2 separate regions of the Mus musculus genome follow, and region 1 is linked to region 2. Evidence: chromatin contacts called from public Hi-C data. All regions are on one chromosome and are shown on one strand. The core of a region is the stretch at or near the end of the contact, and the rest is flanking DNA. Distances in the headings are between cores, read along the strand shown. Region 1 has its middle 88 kb from the start of Gm40764. Region 2 holds the start of Kcnc2 (potassium voltage gated channel, Shaw-related subfamily, member 2).

Evidence for each region. Hi-C and Micro-C count contacts between places; a contact is called where the count stands out from the background.
Region 1: a Hi-C map of cortical neurons shows a contact between it and region 2, with 3 times the contacts expected there. The contact joins the enhancer-like site here to the promoter of Kcnc2 in region 2. A contact is called at or near these places in 1 of 39 promoter capture datasets (hippocampal neurons), 2 of 484 Hi-C or Micro-C datasets (both in cortical neurons) and 2 of 115 datasets of contacts at active chromatin or transcription factors (embryonic forebrain and forebrain).

The regions. Positions count from the first base shown.
Region 1 is chr10:112,570,495-112,574,099 of GRCm38.p6, forward strand. No RefSeq gene overlaps it. Among named protein-coding and RNA genes, the nearest start is that of Gm40764, 88 kb to the right of the region's middle. Within about 2 kb of position 1,432, at least 14 of the 459 cell types and tissues checked have an H3K27ac peak or open chromatin away from gene starts, as enhancers often do. A contact at or near this core is called in cortical neurons, where this site is marked.
Region 2 is chr10:112,268,187-112,272,016 of GRCm38.p6, forward strand. It overlaps Kcnc2 (potassium voltage gated channel, Shaw-related subfamily, member 2), which reads left to right and starts at 1,831. Exons shown (of 5, transcript NM_001379643.1): 1 at 1,831-2,362; 2 at 3,501-3,830. The coding sequence starts at 3,520.

The DNA of each region.
Region 1 (3,605 bases), core at 182-2,681, 300 kb after region 2:
AGAAGTTGAGAGGGATGGAGGAAGTAATGGTGTCTGTGGGAGACTGAGAGGAGGGGGATCAGTGATCAGTAATTCACTTTATGTAAAGTAAATTAATTAATTAATTAATTAATTAATGAAAGAAATCATTGCAGTAAATCTTGATGTCATCTATTTATAACAAGAATGTGTTTTTTTGTCATCTTACATCAAAGAAGATCTAAATGTTTATGCAAAGGAGAGCCTTTTATTTATTATGGGTGTGGGAATATTAGGACTACGATATGCAATCTCTGGGGCAGAGGGGAGTTGATCACCATCTGAACAGTGAGAGGAACAAAAGACCCTATGAAGGTGCTAAAGCCCAGTGAGGAGTGAGGAGTCTTCTCCAGTACAGGACACACTCTTTTTAAGAGTTGCTCAGACTTCAACCTAGATTTCGAATAAGTGAGTAATAGATGATTTACTACTTACATCTTAAAGGTGTAGCTTTCCAAACTGAGACTTTAGTATATATGTTAAATTAAACAAGCCTAAATAATCACTAGAAGATACTTTTAATTCATTTTGATCAATGATGAAATTAATATAGCCAAGCTTCCAATAATAGCATGCCTTTTGAGAGATGTGTAGTAAACGAACCAAAATAGAAAAGACCCATCACCCATTTATAAACAACTTAAGTATCTACTTTAAGATTCCTAAATGAAAAAAAAATACCTGTAATATGAAATGTAGAATGCTTTGAATGCGGATGTGTACACCAACAGACATGCTAAGATGGAGGGAGTAAATCTCATTGGCGCTCAGCCCTAGACAAAGAACTGCAGGCAAGTGAGGAATGCCAAGAGCAGCAAAAATAGTTTTCCCCAGGGAAGACCACAGCAATGTTTTATTGAACGCCAAGTCATAAATGTTGAAAATCTAACACCTAAGTAACATTATACAGACCGAGCAAGTTGTATTTATGTATTTTTAAATGAACCCATTATTTTTTAATCTAATATCCAGATGGACAAATTGAGACTTGTAATGACCATGAAATTATCTCAACTCATTCTCATAGCCATTTGACCCACCTAAAACCATAGGTTGATAACCACTAGAGCTTAACATCACGTCTTCAGCACTGATAAATGTTTTCCCACTTTGACCATGAGAGTCTTATATGCTATCTAAGATTCTATCAATAGCCCCTGGCATCGCTTTATTTAACAGTTGGTAAAATCATTTTATTTTCAAAATTCTGTCCTTCCCTTCATGTTTTCAGCTTGATTGGACACATTTGTTTTGCAGGCCACTGTACACACTGAGTTAGAAGTTACGAAATATGCCTACTCATTTGAAGGCTACTCAAGTAACCATAACATGCATATGTCTTCTTATATCCTGTCCATACTGGTCATATTTACAATCCACATCCATAATGCTTATTGTGCTTTGATGCTTTTCCAACATTTGCTTTGAGCTACAGTCGGTCTGATTTTTAGATCTTCTCCAGTATGGCGCTCTTCAAAGCTCCATCTGTTCTATAGTTCTGGTCCCTTTGTCCTGTTTCTTCCACTTCATCCCATATGGACCGTTCTTTAATAGCTACATGTAGCAATTTACAGTTCTCAGTTCCCAGGTCACACTATGCCAGGTTATTATTGATTTTCTTGGCCCCTCCAATCAAAACTTCCTTTCACTTCCTTTCAGGTCCCCAGTACTACACGTGCCATTCAATTTCAACGCTCAATTACTACTCTTTGAACACATGCCATTTCTGCTCTCTTGGAGAATATGCATGAATTTAAATGAGAGTAATTTTCTCAACTTTCCGATTCCCACCAAGCCTGACCAATTACCTGCATGTAGTAGATAGAGGAGGAATACAGAAGAATTGATTACAAGAATGAGCTGGCATAGACTGATTCCACATTGTCTGTGGCTGATTGGAAATTGGCATTCATTCAGTGAGACACACAGAATTGCTTCCATGACAAAGTGGCATGTTTCGTCTAGTAGTTAGTGATGGATCCTGTTAGATAGCAAAGGCACCTGTTTCTCTTTTAATGCATGTTCGGTGCATATCAAGCCTGCTTGATAATGCAGACTTTAATTGTTCTAAATTGGTGTGAGTCTACTGAAATAATAAATGAGGCAATTTTGCCTTCAAAGACAATGGGCTTTAATGAGAATATTTTTGTATCTGGCAATTGGCAGTCATGATTTATTTATGGCAGGGCTTATGATTCATCATTACAATTTCCTTCAAATTTTGTAAGGAATAAAAAAGCATCTTTACAAGCACACACATCTTATCTGGCAGCTGTTCACTAGCTGATATTTTTTTGCAAAGCCCCAAAGTTAGCATTGGCAGTTTTCAGCTGAATTTTTCTTTGTTTACACTTGGAATGTTTCCATCATTTAAAAACAGTCTCATCATAAGAATGCAAGAGAGAAATATATGCTGCTGGAGCAGTCTTGTTAGCAAACTCCAGTGCTCTTTGCTTCTTAGGTAGGCAAGCTGCTCACAGGGGATCATCCATTCCCAATGGGGAAAGTCTACTATAAGAATTTGGATCAATTTTCTTTTTTACAAAAGGCTCATTATGCCCAAGGGATTTCTTTAGAAATGTTGGCTTTGTGAAGGTATAGGTACTTCCCAAAGTTTTAAAGAGTGGCATTTTGTTTTCTATTCTAGTTAAGGAACTTTAATCTCCAGGTGCCAGGGAAGGATGGGGTGACTTTACTGCGGCCATGCAGTAATATTGTTAGCCATTTATTTCTCCGTTTATTGTTTTCATCTTATGACAGATGCATCATGCATCTATAAGGAAATTATGAGGCTGTGGAATACCCAGATATGGCTACCCACAAGGGGCCTAGCTGTAAAAGAGATACGTGAGAGAAGCCAGCTCTCTAATGGACTCCTACTTCTTTCGGAAAGTTCTGGCTAAGTTGTTGCCTAATGTAGTTGGATTGTATTAATTCCAATATCAGTTTGCTTTGACAGCGTTCATTGTTTACGCATACACTCGTGTGTCTCATTTGTATGGAAATTAATTCTTTTAAAGGCAAAACAGAAAAGTCACAACTTTCCTCAGGAGATGAGTCAAGTGGTGTCAGACATTGTATCACAGGGCAACGTGGAGGGCACTCAGGACAGATTCTGAAAAGAGGCATCAGAACCAAGTTTTAGATTTGAGGTTTAGATTAAAACAAGGCAGCATGCAAACACAAAATATTCAAGTTTTTCACTATTCTCAATTGTTTGTGGTTACTTTTGGTTGGGGTAGAGTTTTCTATGTCTATGAGAAAAACATATGAATTTTGATAAGTATTCCACTGAATACTTTAGATAAGTTTGAGCAGTATGTGCATTCATTAATATGACTTCTATCTATGAATATTGGTCTTGTGTTTATTTATTCATCTTCTTAAACTTTACTCATTGGTACTCATTTGTAATCTTTAGATATTTTACTTCTCAGAATAAATAATTTCCCCAATATATTTCTGTTTTTATTAAAGTAGCTTTTATTCTTCTGAGACAATGGGATGCGATAAGAGCTATACCCTAGCTTTACAACTACATGCCTTGGACTGAGCCCAGAGAGTTTCTATCCAACTATCCCTAGTCA
Region 2 (3,830 bases), core at 581-3,080:
TCATAGGAAAATTCTGACTTCTTCCGAAGGATAATCCTCTTATCAGCGTGAGTACTTCTCAGTAGCTCATATAAACTTAGATCCAGCCAATGTGCTCCAGTTGACATCATTGTTTCCCTCCCTGTAAGTCCTCCTTGCCACTCCCCTTTCCGTTTTGATTCACTCATACCTTTCCCCAGAGTACAAGAACTATTGTGAAACTGGAATCTCTCATCATAGATTCCTGTCACTGATATATAAGATACAAGTTAGCTTTCTATAGTCTTCATTATTATACAATGTGAACATTACTTTTATTAAAACCGAAGGATGGAATTTATGCATTTTACAATTATTGTGCTCTCAGTAAATGTTATCTGTTACTACCAATGCTCAGGTTACCATTATTACTATTGTGAATTTACTTTAAAGCTTATATCATATTCTTTTCTATATTGAACTTATGACATTAAATAAAGGAATAGCTGGGACAATAGAATTCGAATTCATTTGGTAATTTTTTTCCCTAGTCTGGTATTCTTACATCAACTATTAAGTAAAAAACAATGCCCCATAGTTATCCCCACAGGTCAATATGATGGAGGTGATTCATCAATTAAGTTTCTTTTTCCAGTCATGTCAATTTGACAGCTGCAGCCGACTTTGTGGCTAAATAACAGTATTGACAGCAAAATTTGTTTTTTCAAAGATCCCTCCCTCTATTTACATCCTGATGCTTTCCTTACTGGTTGGATGTTGATCCTAACATTGCTCATTGCTCATGGAGTTGTGGAACGGTACACTTCTTTGGCTCTGGCTCCTCCTCCTCCATTCCACCTGTCCCCTCTCTCTGTCTCTCCTTGAAATGTAAACACACACCCACACAGAGAGAGAGAGAGAGGGGGGGAGAGAGAGAGAGAGAGAGAGAGAGAGAGAGAGAGAGAGAGAGAGAGAGAGAGAGAGAGAGAGAGAGAGAGAGAGAACATGCTTTTTTTGGTGATGAGATCTAGTATGAGTTATATCATGTTCTCCCTAAGACAATCTACTGGGGTCCCAATGTCCACTAATTAAAGGGTGATTTTAGTTGGAGACATGGTCTAGAGGTGATCAGGTTAAAATGAGGCCGTTATCAAGGGTTGTTGTATCATGTGGGTGATGTCACGGAGAAGGGAGAATCTGGAGACACACATAACATGTACACAGGAAGAGAGTGGTGTGAGGAGATGCTGGGAGAAACTAGCTACCTTCAAGCTCATGTAGCTGACTGGATCACATTCTATCCTCAGGGCCTACAGAAGGACCAACCCTGAACCCTGAAATTGTAAGATACTCTATTTCTTCTGGGGGGAAAGCCCTGCGGTTGTAAATACTTAATTTTATCAGCGCTAGCAGCACAAACAAGGCCCAGATAGACAGTAGAGTTAACTGGGACTTGGCTGATGAGAGCACTGCTTTGTTGCTTGGTTATTTCAGACAAAGGAAGCTGAAGTTTTACTTTTTGGAGCATTATGTTCCTGGGATAAACTTTTAGAAACTTGTTTTGTTTTACATAACCGTGAGGTGGTGGCTGGAGACCTACATTTGAGTGAAGAGAGAAAGTAGAGCCCTGTAGAAGACACAAGAAACAAGATCCCTGTCACCTGTAAGCAGACTTCTCCTGTCAGCTGTCATTAAGGAAAAGATACAATTGGCTTTAGATTCTCTCTCTCTCTCTCTCTCTCTCTCTTGTTGGGAGGGGTGGGGCAGTGAGGAGACAGGGTCTGGAGATCTGTGCTTAAAGAGTGCAGGTAGGGCTCCAGAGAGGGCGGAGGACGGTGCTGCTTATCCTAGATTCCCCAGACCCACCCACCCACTGTAGCTGTGTGCTCAGGCAAGCGGTGGTGAAGAACAGCTCTAGCAGAGGACGCTTTCGGGCGGGGGTGGGGGGAGCACCAAATCTGTGGATCCAAATCTAAGCTGAGAGCCTTCACTTTCCACTGGGTGAGCCCCCCTGTCCTTCGGTCAGCCTCCGCTCCAGACACAGCCAGCCGACCCGAAGGTCTGCGGCGGGGTCGGGCTGTGCCAGCTGGACCCGCCCCGAGCTCCATGGTTCGCCCAGCCCCGCGCGATGGTGACTCTGGGTGCGGAGGGTGGCTATGGGAGAGCCAGCAGATCGCAGCAGCGTGAAGGCAGGGAGCGCGGCGGGCGGCAGGCGGGGACTGTCTCCCCGACCTCAGCACCCAGAGAAGCGGATCAACCACCTGAACCCCGAAAAAACGCCAACAAGTAGTTTCTCCTTTGAGGAGGGCGGCTCAGCTGGTCGCAGAGACTCTGTCCGACTGCAGGAAGAACCTCGTCCACAGGGAGACCCAAGCAGATCCACTTTACTCCCGGTCTCCTTAAGGTATCCGGGGACTAGGAGGGGAGAAAAGGAAGGGCAGCGCAGGCGGGCATCCCCCTGCCTAGCTTTAAGAGCTTGGCTGTGGAGCCCCTGGGGAGAAGCTGGAAACAGGCGGTCTAGCTCAGCGACCCAGGGGGTGTGCCTCCCTCAGCTTCTCCTGGGCCTCGCCCCTCCTCGAAAGCAACCCCCCACTCTCCACCCCAAGATGTTTGTTTTTCTTGGGAAGGGGGAGGGGTGGCAGAGACTGCTCACTTTTGTCCTCAAAGATGGATCCTAGTTAGCCGTTTCCTTTCCCAAGTAATAATAACATTTAGCAACAAACGGCAACAGTAATGTGAAAAGGAAATTGGATGAGGAAATTAGTCAGAGGTCTCCTTGGTGAAAGGCGGTAGCGAGGACGTTTGTTGTTGTTATTGTTGTTCTGACTTCTGGGTTCAGTCTTCTGCCTGGTAGGTGAGGGAGAGAAGTGAACTGAGAACAGAGCGGGCAAAGGGCACTCCCCTAGTGCTGGGGGTGGTGGTGGCGGTGGGGAGAGCTGTCTTAAGGTTGGACCAGGGTATGCAGGCAGCTGGGGCACTCCTGGCCTCCTCCCACTCAACACTGCTAAGTTGCCTCAGCAAATGTAACTCCCTCATGGGGGAATTGCATTAAGAACAGGGGAGGGGCTGAGCGAGAGAGAGAGAGGGATGGGATAGTGGGTAAGGGGTCTAGTTAGGGAGGAGCGCTTGGAGCAAAGGCGGGTAGAAAAAAAGGCTGGGGACTGAACGGTGGGGATTTAGGGAAAGGAAAGAGGGGCTTGGGGACTTAAAGCAGGTTGGATGTGACAGGGATAGAGGGGAGGCATGGTGGAGGGCAAGAAGGAAAGAGAGGTCAGAGCCAAGGGTGGACTGTGTGCCGCAAGAGAAAAAGGTTTCCTGGAAGGTCAAGGAAGACTCAACTGTTCTTCGTTCTCTGGGAACCTGGGCCAGGGATGCGAGAGGCGGGGACAGGACTTGGGCACCAAGCTCCTCCTGGGAGGGTCCTTTCCACTTGCCAGCTCTGCAGTTTGGCACTCTTGGGTTGAGGTAGGGGGTAGGGTGGGGTCCTGATGAGTCTCTGACCCACGAGAGCTTTAACTTGGTGCTGTGTTCGCCTCCCCTAGTCATGTCTGAGCCACAGAGATGGGCAAGATCGAGAGCAACGAGAGGGTGATCCTCAATGTCGGGGGTACCAGGCACGAAACCTACCGCAGCACCCTCAAGACCCTGCCTGGAACTCGCCTGGCCCTTCTTGCCTCCTCTGAACCTCAGGGCGACTGCCTGACTGCGGCCGGGGACAAGCTGCAACCGCTGCCCCCTCCGCTGTCTCCGCCGCCACGACCGCCTCCCTTGTCCCCTGTCCCCAGCGGCTGCTTCGAGGGCGGCGCAGGCAACTGCAGTTCGCACGGTGGCAACGGCGGCAACGGCGGCAGCGACCACCCTGGGGGAGGCCG